2 separate regions of the Mus musculus genome follow, and region 2 is linked to region 1. The links are chromatin contacts, called in public promoter capture Hi-C maps. All regions are on one chromosome and are shown on one strand. The core of a region is the stretch at or near the end of the contact, and the rest is flanking DNA. Distances in the headings are between cores, read along the strand shown. Region 1 holds the start of Serf1 (small EDRK-rich factor 1). Region 2 holds the start of Naip5 (NLR family, apoptosis inhibitory protein 5).

Region 1 (6,981 bases), core at 1,346-3,845:
ACTGGCAGTAGGGCAACTTGACAAGGAAAATAGGTATCAGATTGCAAACCAGCCTCTGCTACATGAAACCTTTTCAGAAGAGAGAGAGAGAGAGAGAGAGAGAGAGAGAGAGAGAGAGAGAGAGAGAACAAACACAGGAAACCTGAAGAAGGTGGGAGTGCAGTTTAGTACTGAGCATCAAATAGATGTAGATGCTCACGACATCTCAAAATGCCAGGAGTAATAATAGCACATGCTTGTAATTTCATCACTCCAGAGGCCAAGGCTGAGACAGGGGAACTACATGAGTTTGAAAACAGCCTGTTCTAAATAGCTAGTTCCAAGCCAGCTAAAGTTACAGATCAAGACTTCATTAATAAATAAGTATTTGAGAAATAATACCATGCTAAAGATACCTCAAAGAATCTTGTAGTCACTGCTGGGACATACAGCTTTCTACAGCAAGCTCTTATGCAAGGCCTTTTCATAATCCTGTGTTCTACCTAAAAATCCAAGATGTCACAACTTTGTAGATAAGGAAATCAAAATGATTAAGATTTAATTCCCTACTCGTAAAGGCATAAAGCAAAAAATTTATTTTATGAACATTTTATTGTGTTTTATAGATGTATTTATTTTTATATGTATGAGTAAGTTTACATGCATGCATGTGCACCATGCACGTGCCTGGCAGTGGGGGCCTTAGGACGATGAGAAGACAGCATCAGATTCCCCTGTACTGATGTTATAGATGGTTGTGAGCCACTCTGTAGGTGCTGAATAACAATTGCTCCTTACTGCTGAGTCATCTCTCCAGCTCTTGCAACAAAGTAACTTTTACTTTTACTTAAATACATCACAAGACAGGTGTTACACAAGTTTGTGAAGTAAGTTGTTAGTGTCACCAGTAATTTTAAAATTCTACAATTTGGAGGCTGGTGACATGGTTCAGCAGTTAAGCACTTGCATTCCATCATGAGGACCAGAATTTGCATCCCAGTGACCATGGCAGCTAGTTCACAAATGCCTCTCAGTCCAGCTCCAGGGGAGCCAACACACACACACACACACACACACACACTAAAAAAAAAAAAAACCCAAGCAAACAATAGTCTAGTTTTCTCCAGCGTTTGCCATGTCCTTCAGGATCTCTGAAGACAGAGTCAAGATCTCATTAAGCAGCCTTGGCTGTCCTGGAACTCTGCTTGGTGTGTAGACTAGGAATTCACCAAGACCTATCTGCCTCTTCCTCTGAAATGAAAGGCACACTCCTGGTCCTCTGGCAGAAACTCTCAATGTACTCTGTGTGCATGGTGTACATCCTTGTAACTTGAGAACTCAGAAAACATAATTTCAGATATACATTCAGTCAAAACACCTATACATATAAAATAGATTTTATACATATATTTTTTTATTTTCAATTGAAGATTATATTATCTTATACCCAATGTTCCCAAAATTTGACTAGAAAAAATATAGAAATTTTCAGTAATTTCAGCAAAGTGTTATGATACATAATTGACTTACAAAGTTTACCAGTCTTAATACATATGAGTAACAAGCATGCTGAGAAAGAGATCATGGCACGCTCCTCTTCCCAGTCTCTCAAATAAAATAAAATATTTAGAATATACATAACAAAAGAGTTTTAAAAAAAACCCTCTACAATGAAAACTTTAAATGTGTGAAGAAAGAGTTTAAGAAACATACTCGAATTTGAAGACCTCCCAAGTGTATACCTTGGTAGAATTAATATTTTGAAAAAAAGACCTTTCTACCAAAACAACTTACAGATTCAATGAAATCACAATCAACATCCTCATCACATTCTTCACATAAGTAGGAAGAAAATTCTCTATTTGATATGGAACAACAAAAGACCCAGAATAGCCAATTAGTCATAGATAAGTGTTTGTTTCTATGCGTTCTGCCCGTTTTAAGTGCTAAGTGCATCTGTCTATGACCCCAACTTTTATACATCCGTTTCCATTAGGACTGCACTTTCAGTCCAGACATTCCGTCTCTTGATGCTTTTTCTCTAAACTAGGTCACGTTAACACGGACAGTTGGAGTACACCGTAGCATCATCTATACTTTTGTATGTTTTAAAAATATTCCACAATAAAACTCTTAAAAATACCCAGGCAAATTCGGTGTCCAGACTATCTCAGTTTGTAATAGTGGACAGGCAAGAAAGTAAGTCTCAGCTCAAGAAATGCAACCCAGGGAGGGGGTGGGACTCAGGGTGTCCCTCAAGATAGGCAAGCATCCCCTACCCCCATGAGCCACACCCCTCAGCCCTATGCAAGCATTCTGACTTGTTTCAGCTCTTATGTAGATTATAAAGTTATTCTGGGCGACTTTGGCTCCCGTTCAACCACAGAGCCTGAGCTTAGAGCTAAAGTTCTGTCCATCCGGAGGGCACCGGAAGAAAGGTGCAATGAGCAGGCTTGGAGCCCGCGCGAAATCCACCCTTCTGTCCTTGTTAGGTCTTTTCTGCCAGATGAGGAACGTAAAGCCCACCTTCAGGGTAAGGCTGCTAAGTAAGGAGGCGAGTGCGCGCGCGGACGCCTCGCTGACAAGGGACGCGCGGGGCGGTGGGGCGTGGGGACCGCGCACGCGCAGTGGCTCACCGGCCACGCCGCGGCTGTTGTGGGTCGGTGGGCGGGGCGGCTGGCTGGCCGAGCGAGGCGTCGCCACATCGAGGGCCCTTGTGGGGCTCAGCCTTCTTCAGCGCCCGGCGGCAACGGCTGAGCGTGCAAAGCCGCCGTTTGCTTCTCCAGGTCGCTGTCTTCCAGTCTCCGGCCGGTGGACAGCATGGCCCGTGAGTCTGCGGGCGGTTGGAAAGACGCGGAGGCTCGGGGAGGGACGGCGCCGAGCGGCCGGGGGAGGAGCGGGAGCTGGCTGGGAGGAGGAAGAGACGCAAACGCCACCTCGTGCTTGTGGCGGGCGGGACGCGGGCTCCAGGTGGGACAGGTGCCCGCCTCCTAGGTGCGGGTGTGCGTGAGGACCGCGCCCACCGGGAGCGTGGGCGGCTGCCCAGCGGGACCAGTCCGCTGAGACGTAGCGGGCGCCTGAGGTCTGGAAGCCCAGGGTGCCCTCCAGCTCTTTTGTCCTCGAAGGTACCTTTCCTTGAGCTCAGCCTCTGCTGGCTTTAACAGCCAAACTGGATCTTCACACACCTATCAAAGCCAGAACTTATTTTTGAGTGAGGCCTGTGTACACAACCACTGGGATGGAGATGGAGATATATATAATTTAATTTTTGTTTTGGTTTTCGAGAAGGGTTTTGTTGTATACCCCTGGCTGTCCTGGAACTCAGTCTGTAAACCAGACTGACCTCAAATCTCAAATTCAGAGATCTTGCCTGCTTCTGCCTCCCGAGTGCTGGGCGCAAAGGCGGCGTTACTTGACACCTATGCTGTTGTGGTAATATACTTAACTTCTCGAGTGTTTCTTCCTAAGCTACCCCCTGGTCAATCTGGGAATAACTAAAGATACTCTGCTTTCTTGCTGATAAAAATAAAACTTTAAGGCTCCTATAACGAAGGACTCTTTACTATTAAGTATTCATATTGTTGAGGGTGGGAAAAAAGCATGCCTGTTTATCATTGTAGGTGGAAATCAAAGAGAAATTGCCCGACAGAAAAACATGAAAAAGACCCAGGAAATTAGCAAAGGGAAAAGAAAAGAGGACAGCTTGACTGCCTCTCAGAGAAAGCAGAGGTGAGTAGTGCTAATAGAATGTTTAAGTCAGTGGCCGTTTGACTGCGGTATTTTCAGAATGAGTGAAGAACGTGTTTAAACCCTTCCTGGAACTGAGCCTTGCCTACAGTTCAGGGTTAACACTGTGTGTCTGTGTAAGAACACTGAAACCATGCATTGTAGTTATTGTCCTATCCTATGGCTGAAGAATGCCACGCCCTGAAACTATCATGTCTGCAGAAACACTCTTACAGCAACTACAAACTGTGAGAACTTTATTGTAGAAAGTAACAAACATCCTCTATATGTAAACACTGTTGCATGAATGGGATACAATGTTTCCAAAACTGACAGCTTGGCCCAAGCCTCTTAATGAAAGAGATGAGTGTCAAAAATCAATTATGGGCTTCAGGAGTCCATTGGGGATGGAGAAAGTGTTTGGACACCAGATTCTTAGAAGATGTTATGCTACTCAGGCCAGCACAGGCTAAAGAGACCTACAGACAAGACCTTGTCTTTAAAAAGTAGGGACGTAGCTCAGCAATAGAGAACACTTGCCTAACATCTGTAGCACTTCAGATCATTTCCTATGGCAAGTAACTGCCACAGACACACTTTAATGCCCTGGGCAATGCTAATAAGTTGTCATCCTAGGACTCGGGGCAGATGCAAGAGAATCAGGAGTTTGAGGCCAGCCTGCACTACGTGACAAGATACTGTCTCAAAGAAAGATAATCGCTTTGACTTTTTTTTTTTTTTTTTTGGTTTTTTTTTTTCGAGACAGGGTTTCTCTGTATAGCCCTGGAACTCACTCTGTAGACCAGACTGGCCTTGAACTCAGAAATCCACCTGCCTCTGCCTCTGCCTCTGCCTCCCAAGTGCTGGGATCTTAAAGGTGTGTGTGCCACCAGCGCCTGGCATGCTTTAACTTTTTTTTTTAAATTCATTTTGCCTGTGTGTGTGTGTGTGTGAGAGAGAGAGAGAGAGAGAGAGAGAGAGAGAGAGAGAGGAGAGAGAGATGAAGAGAGAGAGAAAGAGAAAGAAAGAGACTGAGACTGTGTATCTGTGTGTTTTCTTGGCCCAAGCAAAATCTTAAAACTCTTAAATGCGGTTGCAGATTATCATGTTCCAAAGGGGAACAGAGAGCTTGGAGGCAGAGTTCAGGGTTACATTACATGCTTTGCACACTGGAGCTGCCAGTTCAATCCCCAGGACCACGCATACACAACAGAAATGTAGTTCCAAGTTATAAGTTCTATCATGACATAGAATAAGAAACCTGGGAGGCTGGGCATATGCATCTCACCCTCTTTACAAGCCCCATGAGGCCAAGCAGGCTGGAGATGTGTCTTAGTGTCATGTACCTCACACGCCTGGGCTCTTGTCTTTACTCCCCTGTGCTGGAAAAGGTTCGAGTTATCCTCAAGTTTACAATATACTTCACGTTCTGGGAATTTAACCTAGGACCTTTTAACCCTATCACTGAATCACACATGTTCTAACGTGAGATTCCATTGTTCATACAGAACTTGGAGCTTAGGGATGCTTCAATGTAGCTTAGCACTGGTCTCAGTCCTTTACGTGGGCATCACCTTGGACTCTGATGACTACTAAAGCCAGCACTCAATTGTTTTCAGATGAGACTTGTCATTGAAGAGAAGAATACGTTAACTGCAGAGAGATCAGAAGTCCAAGGTCATCCTCAGTTCATATCAAGTTCAAGTTTAAGGACAACCGATTTAGTGAGACCTTCTGTGCTTATGGGCGCGTGCTAGGGCTGGAAGTGAAACTTGCCATCTGGTCGAGCCTTTGCCTAACATATATAAGGCTCCGAACTTGGCCCTGCTCTTTCTCTCCTCCCCTACAAAGCACACGAAATAAATCGTAACTCTCCGTGTATGTTAGACCACAGTGGAGTCCTCTTAATCAATGAGATCAAGTCCTTAATGTAGGAGGTATGCAGGTCCTTGTGCTCACAGATAAGCACTGGGGAAACGGGAATGTTAAACACAGGGTGTCTCGTCGAAGGAAGAGATGTATAAATCATTTTCCACTCAGAGGCTGTGAATGGACTGCTGACCTTTGTGCTGTATGTGTGGCCCGGACACAGTGGCTCCCCCGCCCCCACTTATCTTGAGCTTGTTTGTCTCAGTAACATTGTAGCTTTATCCTCTAGACCCTTTTCATGAGCTGGTTCACCTTGAGCCAGTTTCAGTGGTTAATCTATATAACCTATCTTTATGGAAAATGCCATTTGTACTTTCCTAAAAGGGTTTGTTTTTTTGTTTTTTTGAGACAGGGTTTCTCTGTGTAGCCCTGGCTGTCCTGGAACTCATTTTGTAGACCAGGCTGGCCTCGAACTCAGAAATCTGCCTGCCTCTGCCTCCCAAGTGCTGGGATTAAAGGTGTGCGCCACCACCGCCCGGCTGCTAAGAGTTTTAATGTAGACAGCTCTTAAGCTTTGTTGTGTACATGGGACTGAGTTAATTATCACCAGGAAACTTTTTTCCAGATGGTGCTGACTTAAATATGCCTAGATTTACCCAGTTGTAAATTCTCAAAGTTTGAACTGACACTGGCCTTTTTATCTCACACAGTTGTTAACTTTGCTCGCCTTGGTAGTCACAGAAACCTCCACACCTTAAGTATCACTTTCTTTTCCTTTATTTATTTATTTATTTATTTATTTCCAGGCAGGGTTTCTCTGTATAGCCCAGACTGTCCTGGAACTCACTCTGTAGACCAGGCTGGCCTCGAACTTAGAAATCCGCCTGCCTCTGCCTCCCAAGTGCTGGGATTAAAGGCGTGTGCCACCACGCCCGGCTTTCCTTTCCTTTATGATAGTCATTGTGTTTATATGTATGTGTGTGCGTGTGCGTGTGTGTGTGTGTGTGTGTGTGTGTGTGCATGCATGCATGAATGCGTGCTTCAAGTAATTATAAGTGTACACACGTGTGTGTGAGGGAATGTAGAGGCCAGAGGTTGGTAGCAAGTGTCTTTTCCCCCATCACTCTCCACCTTGTATTTTTGACAGCATCTCTCACTAAATAAGAAGCTCATCCCTCTGGCTAGATTGGCAGACTGATCTACCTGTCTAAGCCCCGCCCTTCCAGCACTGAGGTTAGATGCAGACCACCGTGCCCTGCTTTTTATGTGAATTTTGTGGAGGTTCTAAACTGAGAGCCTGGTGCTTGCACAGCAGGAACTTTAATAACTAAGACACCTCCACAGCCCCAGTGACTTTACTAATACAGCAAGGAGCTTGCCTTCAGTTTCTGTTAGCTCAGTGATCCT
Region 2 (6,981 bases), core at 1,801-4,300, 140 kb after region 1:
CCACACATGTACATACACATATACTCTCCATACAAACACACACTAGATTCATCACACACACACATCTATATAAGATATTAACTAAGGTTGGGGGAGCTGTTTAAGTTCAAGTGATTCAGAATTTTCACACTTTGACAAAGTCTTGCTTGAGAAGATCTTGAGTTATCCTAATTCAAGTAAGGGAAAGTTATAAATCTCAAAGAGAAGCTCCCAAGAATGTGGCCCTTTGGTCTCTAGTTTTGTTTTGCTTTTTAAAAACCTGACCCTGAGGGCTGGGAGAGACAACTCAGAAGTTAAGAGCAGTGGCTGCTCTTCCAGAGGACCTGGGTTCAATTCCCAGCACCCACATGGCAGCTCACACCAGTCTCTAACTCCAATTCCAGGGCTTCTGACACACCAACACAGACATGTGGGCAAGACACCAATGAACATAAAATTAAACAAACAAGCAAACAAACAAACAAACCAAAACCATGAAATTGGCTAAAGTTGGAGTGGTGACTCCTGTGGTTTAGAGCAATAGCAGCTGTTCTTCCACAGGAACTGAGGTGGGTTCTAAAAACCCACATAACAGTTCACAAGCATCTGTAACCCCATATGCGGGAGCTCTGATGCCCTCTTTTGGGATCTGTGGTACACACACACACTCACACACACACACACACACACACACACACTCACTCACACACACACACACACACACACACACACACACGCTCGAGTGCATGCTTTTGTGTGCACATGTAGCATAAATCATTTAAAGCATTTAAGTGGGACACTTTAAGAATAAAGCAGTTGAAGCTCACTTGGGGAACCACTTGGCATGCTCCTTCCAGGGGTCATCTCCTTCTTCCCAGTTGCCCAAGCTTCCGCCACAGGAGAAACACTGCACAGTGTCCCTTTTACCTACAGATGCAGGAAAGGGTGTGACTGGCGGGCAATGGCACCAGCTGTGTATTGGAGCTGGCTATACTGCATCAGAACAAGACAGACTCCAGCATGCCTGTTCTATGTAGGGGCTATGTAGCACTCAGCCATACCCTCAGCCCACTGCTGGTACATTTAAGGTCTATATTTGAAGAAAAGTTACATTTTACTTTAATACACAGGCAAATACATGGCTGCATGTGTGTGTATATGTATAGATATATAGCAAACCAATAATGCTACACTAAATATATATTAAAGCAGAAGGAAAATTGTTACACTTAAAATTTAATGAACTACATCTTATGTCTAATATAACACTCTTCATCAGTGAATGCTCATTTACAAAATATTGCTCACAAAATGGAACCTAAACTTTAAATACCTCAGAAATGCCTCACAAAATGGAATCCACTTACCTGTAAAGACAAAGCCAGCTGCTGAGAGTACACGTGGTGATGTCCCATGGGCATAAAATGGCCAGTCCTCAAAGGACTCCAGTCTGGCCTCCTCTTCATGGTACCTGGCTTTGCCACCTCTCAGCATCTTCTCTGGCCTCTTCACCCGGATGTCATACTTGCCAATGTTACCAACATCTTTGCCCTGAAGGAACTCACATTCCGGACGTAATTTCTTGTGTCTCTCTATGGGAAGCTTCCTGAGGCTGTTACCAAAGAGGATCAAGCTACAGCAAAAGCACTGAACGCCAAGTCTCACCCCTGTGTGGTAAAACCCAGCAGCTGCCATCTCCTGTGGCGTCCATGATCTGAACGTGTCATAGGTCTCAAAGGTCTTTAGTCGTTTGGCTTCACTGCGCATCTGTGAGTTAAAACCTTTCTTCATTTTCATCCGTTCTTTATGCTCTTCTTCTTCTTGGCTCTTTGCCACCTGAAATGCATCCACCCCGAGAAGAGCAGAGAGCTCGGGGAGAAATTCATAATCAATCTCAGAAATCCGATCCTCGGAGGACTCCCCATGCTCAGCCATTTTCTAAAGGGGAAAGGTGAGCAGTTGTTGGGTGTTCGAGGCAGCTCTCATGTTCTTATGATGAGCACAATGACCAAAGCTTCACAGGGGGTGGGGTTTATTTCTCCTCCCAAGCGTGGTTCATCTGCAAGGGAAGTCAAGGCTGGAAGAACTGGAGGCAAGAGCTAGTGCAGAGATTGTGGAAGGATGCTGCTCACAGGCTTACTCTCTGTGGTTTCTTACCTTGCTTTCTTTCTGGTTTTAATTATCTATTTATTTTGGTTTTCAAGGCAAGCTTTCTCTGTGTGGCCCTGGCTATCCTGGAACTCATTCTGTAGATCAGGGAGGCATCAAATTCAGAGATTTTCCTGCCTCTGCCTCCGGAATGCTGGGATTAAAGGTTTGTGCCAGGATGCCACACTTAGCCCAGGGGTCGCACCACTGCCCTCTCTCATCAATTTCCAACCAAGAAAAATGTCACCGCACCCCCACCGCCACCCCTGTTACTGCATACACCCAATCAATCTGATGGAAACAATTCCTGTTTCTGCCCTCCAGGTTCTGGGATTAGCAGGTATGTGCCATACCTAACTAAAATGAGACTTTCAAACAAAGCATACTCTTTCATATAACACCTAGAGGAGGGTTCCATCTTGCAGTGCTGACACATTTGATGCCACCAATGCACAGTAAAGAGTTCTCATGACTGTACAACCCCTCCCAGCAATGGTTGCCTGGAGTTCTGTCAACCCCCAGGCTCCTCAGCGCTTTGACTAGTTATTTCTACCCTTGTGTCCTGATGCATCCCTGCCGTCCCTGACATACACACTTACAGTCTCCTTTGTAATTGTGAGACAAAGGTCATGTTCTTATCTATAGACACAGTTACCCAACGCTAGCTTCCTGCTCCTTCCCTGTAGAGAAGGGGCTGGCCCTGCCTTGACAGACTAAGGCTAGGCTTAGTTACTTTCATTTCCCCTCGCACAGCCTGGAGTTACCTTTTCTGTTGCTGGGATAAAATAACCCTGACAAAAGCAGTTCACAGAAGAGAAGGCTTATTCTGGCTTACACTCTGAAGATCTGTATCTCAAGGTGGCATGGAAGGCTTGGCAGGATCAGGAAGCCAGCTGGTCACAGAGCATCAGCAGCAAGGGGGCAGTGAAAGCAAATAGGAAGTGGCACCAGGCTATAGAGTCTCCAGTGGTCCACTCCCTTCACCATGCCCCGCCTCTTAAAGGATCCAAACTCTTTTTATTATTATTATTAGATATTTTCCTTATTTACATTTCAAATGCTATCCCAAAAGTTCCCTATACCCCCCCCCCTGCCCTGCTCCCCTACCCACCCACTCCCACCTCTTGTCCCTGGAGTTCCCCTGTACTGGGGCATATAAAGTTTGCAAGACCTAGGGGCCTCTCTTCCCAATGATGGCTGACTAGGCCATCTTCTGTTACATATGCAGCTAGAGACACAAGCTCTGGGGGTACTGGTTAGTTCATATTGTTGTTCCACCTCTAGGGTTGCAGACCCCTTCAGCTCCTTGGGTAATTTCTCTAGCTCCTCCTTTGGGGGCCCTGTGTTCCATTCTATAGATGACTGTGAGCATCCACTTCTGTATTTGCCAGACACTGGCATAGCCTCACTGGAGATAGCTATTACAGGGTCCTTTCAGCAAAATCTTCCTGGCATATGGCTGTCTGGGTTTGGAGGCTGATTATGGGATGGATCCCCTGGTGGAGTAGTCTCTGGATGGTCCATCCTTTTGTCCTAGCTCCAAACTTTGTCTCTGTAACTTCTTCCCTGGTTGTTTTGTTCCCTATTATAAGGAGGAATGAAGTTTCCACACTTTGGTCTTCGTTCTTCTTGATTTTCTTGTGTTTTGCAAATTGTATCTTCAGTTTTCTAAGTTTCTGGGCTAATATCCACTTAACAGTGAGTGCATATCAAGTGACTTCTTTTGTGATTGCGTTACCTCACTAAGGAGGATATCCTCCAGATACATCCATTTGCCCAAGAATTTCATAAATTCGTTGTTTTTAATAGCTGAGTAGCACTCTGTTGTGTAAATGTACCACATTTTTTTGTATCCATTCCTCTGTTGAGGGACAGCTGGGTTCTTTCCAGCTTCTGGCTATTATAAATAAGACTGCTATGAACATAGTGGAGCCTGTGTCCTTATTACCAGTTGGAACATCTTCTGGGTCTATGCCCAGGAGAGGTATTGCTGGATCTTCTGGTAGTACTATGTCCAATTTTCTGAGGAACTGCTAGACTGATTTCCAGAGTGGTTGAACAAGCTTGCAATCCCACCAGCAGTGGAGGAGTGTTCCTCTTTCTCCACATCCTTGTCAGCATCTGTTGTCACATGAATTTTTGATCTTAGCCATTCTGACTGGAGTGAGTTGTAATCTCAAGGTTGTTTTGATTTGCATTTCCCTGATGATTAAGGATGTTGAACATTTTTTTCAGGTGCTTCTCAGGCCTTCGGTATTCCTCACTTGAGAATTCATTGTTTAGTTCTGTACCCCATTTTTAATGGGGTTATTTGAATTTCTGGAGTCCAGCTTCTTGAGCTCTTTGTATATATTGGATATTAGTCCCCTATCCGATTTATGATTGGTAAAAATCCTTTCCCAATCTGTTTGTGGCCTTTTTGTCTTATTGACAGTGTCTTTTGCCTTACAGTTTTGCAATTTCATGAGGTCCCATTTGTCAATTCTTGATCTTACAGCACAGTCCATTGCTGTTCTATTCAGGAATTTTCCCCCGGTGCCCATATCTTCGAGGCTTTCCCCCACTTTCTCCTCTATAAATTTCAGTGTCTCTGGTTTTATGTGGAGTTCTTTGATCCACTTAGACTTTAGCTTTGTACAAGGAGATAAGAATGCATCAATTCACATTCTTCTACATGATAACCGCCAGTTGTGCCAGCACCATTTGTTGAAAATGCTGTCTTTTTCCCACTGGATGGTTTTAGTCCCTTGTCAAAGATCAAGTGACCATAGGTGTATGTATTCATTTCTGGGTCTTCAATTCTATTCCATTGTTCTACCTGTCTGTCACTGTACCAGTACCATGCATTTTTTTTTATCACAATTGCTCTGGTCAGGGATGGTGATTCCACCAGAGGTTCTTTAATTGTTGAGAATAGTTTTTGCCATCCTAGGTTTTTTAATCATTCCAGATGAATTTGAAAATTGCCCTTTCTAACTCAGTGAAGAATTGAGTTGGAATTTTGATGGGGATTGCATTGAATCTGTAGATTGCTTTCAGCAGGATAGCCATTTTGACTATATTAATCCTGCCAATTCATGAGCATGGGAGTTCTTTCCATCTTCTGAGATCTTCTTTAATTTCTTTCTTCAGAGACATGAAGTTCTTATCATACAGAACTTTCACTTCCTTAGTTAGAGTCACACCAAAGTATTTTATGTTATTTGTGACTGTTGAGAAGGGTGTTGTTTCCCCAATTTCTTTCTCAGCCTGTTTATCCTTTGTGTAGAGAAAGGCCACTGATTTATTTGAGTTAATTTTATATCCAGCTCCTTCACTGAAGCTGTTTATCAGGTTTAGGAATTCTCTGGTGCAATTTTTAGGGTCACTTATATATACTATGATATCATCTGCAAATAGTGATATTTTGACTTCTTCCTTTCCAATTTGTATCCCCTTGATCTCCTTTTGTTGTGGAATTGCTCTGGCTAGGAATTCAAGACAATGCTGAATAGGTAGGGAGAAAGTGGGCAGCCTTGTCTAGTCCCTGATTTTAGAGGGATTGCTTCCAGCTTCTCTCCATTTACTTTGATGTTGGCTATTGGTTTGCTGTAGATTGCTTTTATTATGTTTAGGTATGGGCCTTGAATTCCTGATCTTTCCAAAACTTTTATCATGAATGGATGTTGGATTTTGTCAAATGCTTTCTCGGCATCTAGTGAAATGATCATGTGCTTTTTGTCTTTGAATTTGTTTATAAAGTGAATTACATAGGATCCAAACTCTTAGCCAGTAGTGCCACCAGCTGGAAACCAAATTCTCAAATCATGAACTGCCTATGTGGGCATTTCACATTCAGACCACAGCATGAGCCAAGACACAGAGTTCTCCACTAACATCGGTATCTGACTACCTGCCTCACAACCTTTCCTTTCTTTCCTGAAAAATATTTATAAATCTTATTTTTACTGTGCATGTTTGTGTTTTGCTCACGCGCGCACATGTATATTAATTAAAGTTTCTCTATTATGATGAAACACTATGACCAAAGCAACTTGGGGAGGAGAGGGTTTATTTTGCTCACAGTTTCATTTAACAGTTATTCATCAAAAGCAATGAGAGCAGCAACTCACACAGGGCAGGAACTTGGAGAAAGAAGCTGATGTAGAGGTCGTGGAGGGGTGATACTCGTCTGCTACCTCAAGCTAGCTCAACCTGTTGTCTTATTGAACTCAGGATGACAAGCCCATGGGTAGCACCACCCTCAGTAGGCTGGGTTCTCTCCCATTCATAACTAATTAAGAAAAATGCATTACAAAAGAATTTTAAGGTAGTAGTTTCTCACTAAGGCCCCCTCCTCTCTGATGATTCTAGCTTGTGTCAAGTTAACATGAAATTAGCCAGCGCATATGCCAGGTCATAGAGAGAGACTAAAGGATAGTTTGTGGGAGTTGGTTCTTTCTATCCATCCTCTGGGTTCCAGGTATCAAACTCAGGGCACTATGTTGGTGACAGGTACCTTGATGCACAGAGACATCTTCCTGGTCCAGCCTCTTCTTTGTTGTTTGTTTGCTTGCGTGTCGTTTCGTTGTCTGACACAGGATCTCATGGTACACCTTTAGTGGAGACAGGAAGAAGATATGTGAACAACTAAAAGTCAAACTGCAGAAGCAGGGGAGCCACCAGTTAGTGCTGGAGGTTAGAGTATCTGCGGGATTTGTCAGGACCTCAGAGGAGTAAGGAAACCTCGTGAGTATTTCATTTTTGAATAGTTTGGAATATGGTTAACGCTGTGTGATCCAGGAAGACTTTTCTTTAGTGCTGAGAGTGGGTTTCATTTTGGTACTTTTTCTTCTGAAACAGGATGTCAGGCCA

The links. Capture Hi-C pulls out chosen DNA fragments and counts their contacts.
Region 2: a contact with region 1 is called in a promoter capture Hi-C map of liver. The contact joins the promoter of Naip5 here to the promoter of Serf1 in region 1. A contact is called at or near these places in 2 of 115 datasets of contacts at active chromatin or transcription factors (bone marrow-derived macrophages and epiblast stem cells) and 1 of 9 other capture datasets (liver).

The regions. Positions count from the first base shown.
Region 1 is chr13:100,105,424-100,112,404 of GRCm38.p6, forward strand. Serf1 (small EDRK-rich factor 1) reads left to right here and starts at 2,596. Exons shown (of 3, transcript NM_011353.2): 1 at 2,596-2,806; 2 at 3,600-3,708. The coding sequence starts at 2,800.
Region 2 is chr13:100,244,286-100,251,266 of GRCm38.p6, forward strand. Naip5 (NLR family, apoptosis inhibitory protein 5) reads right to left here and starts at 3,051. Exons shown (of 15, transcript NM_010870.2): 1 at 2,963-3,051; 2 at 1,347-2,038; 3 at 807-906. The coding sequence starts at 1,914.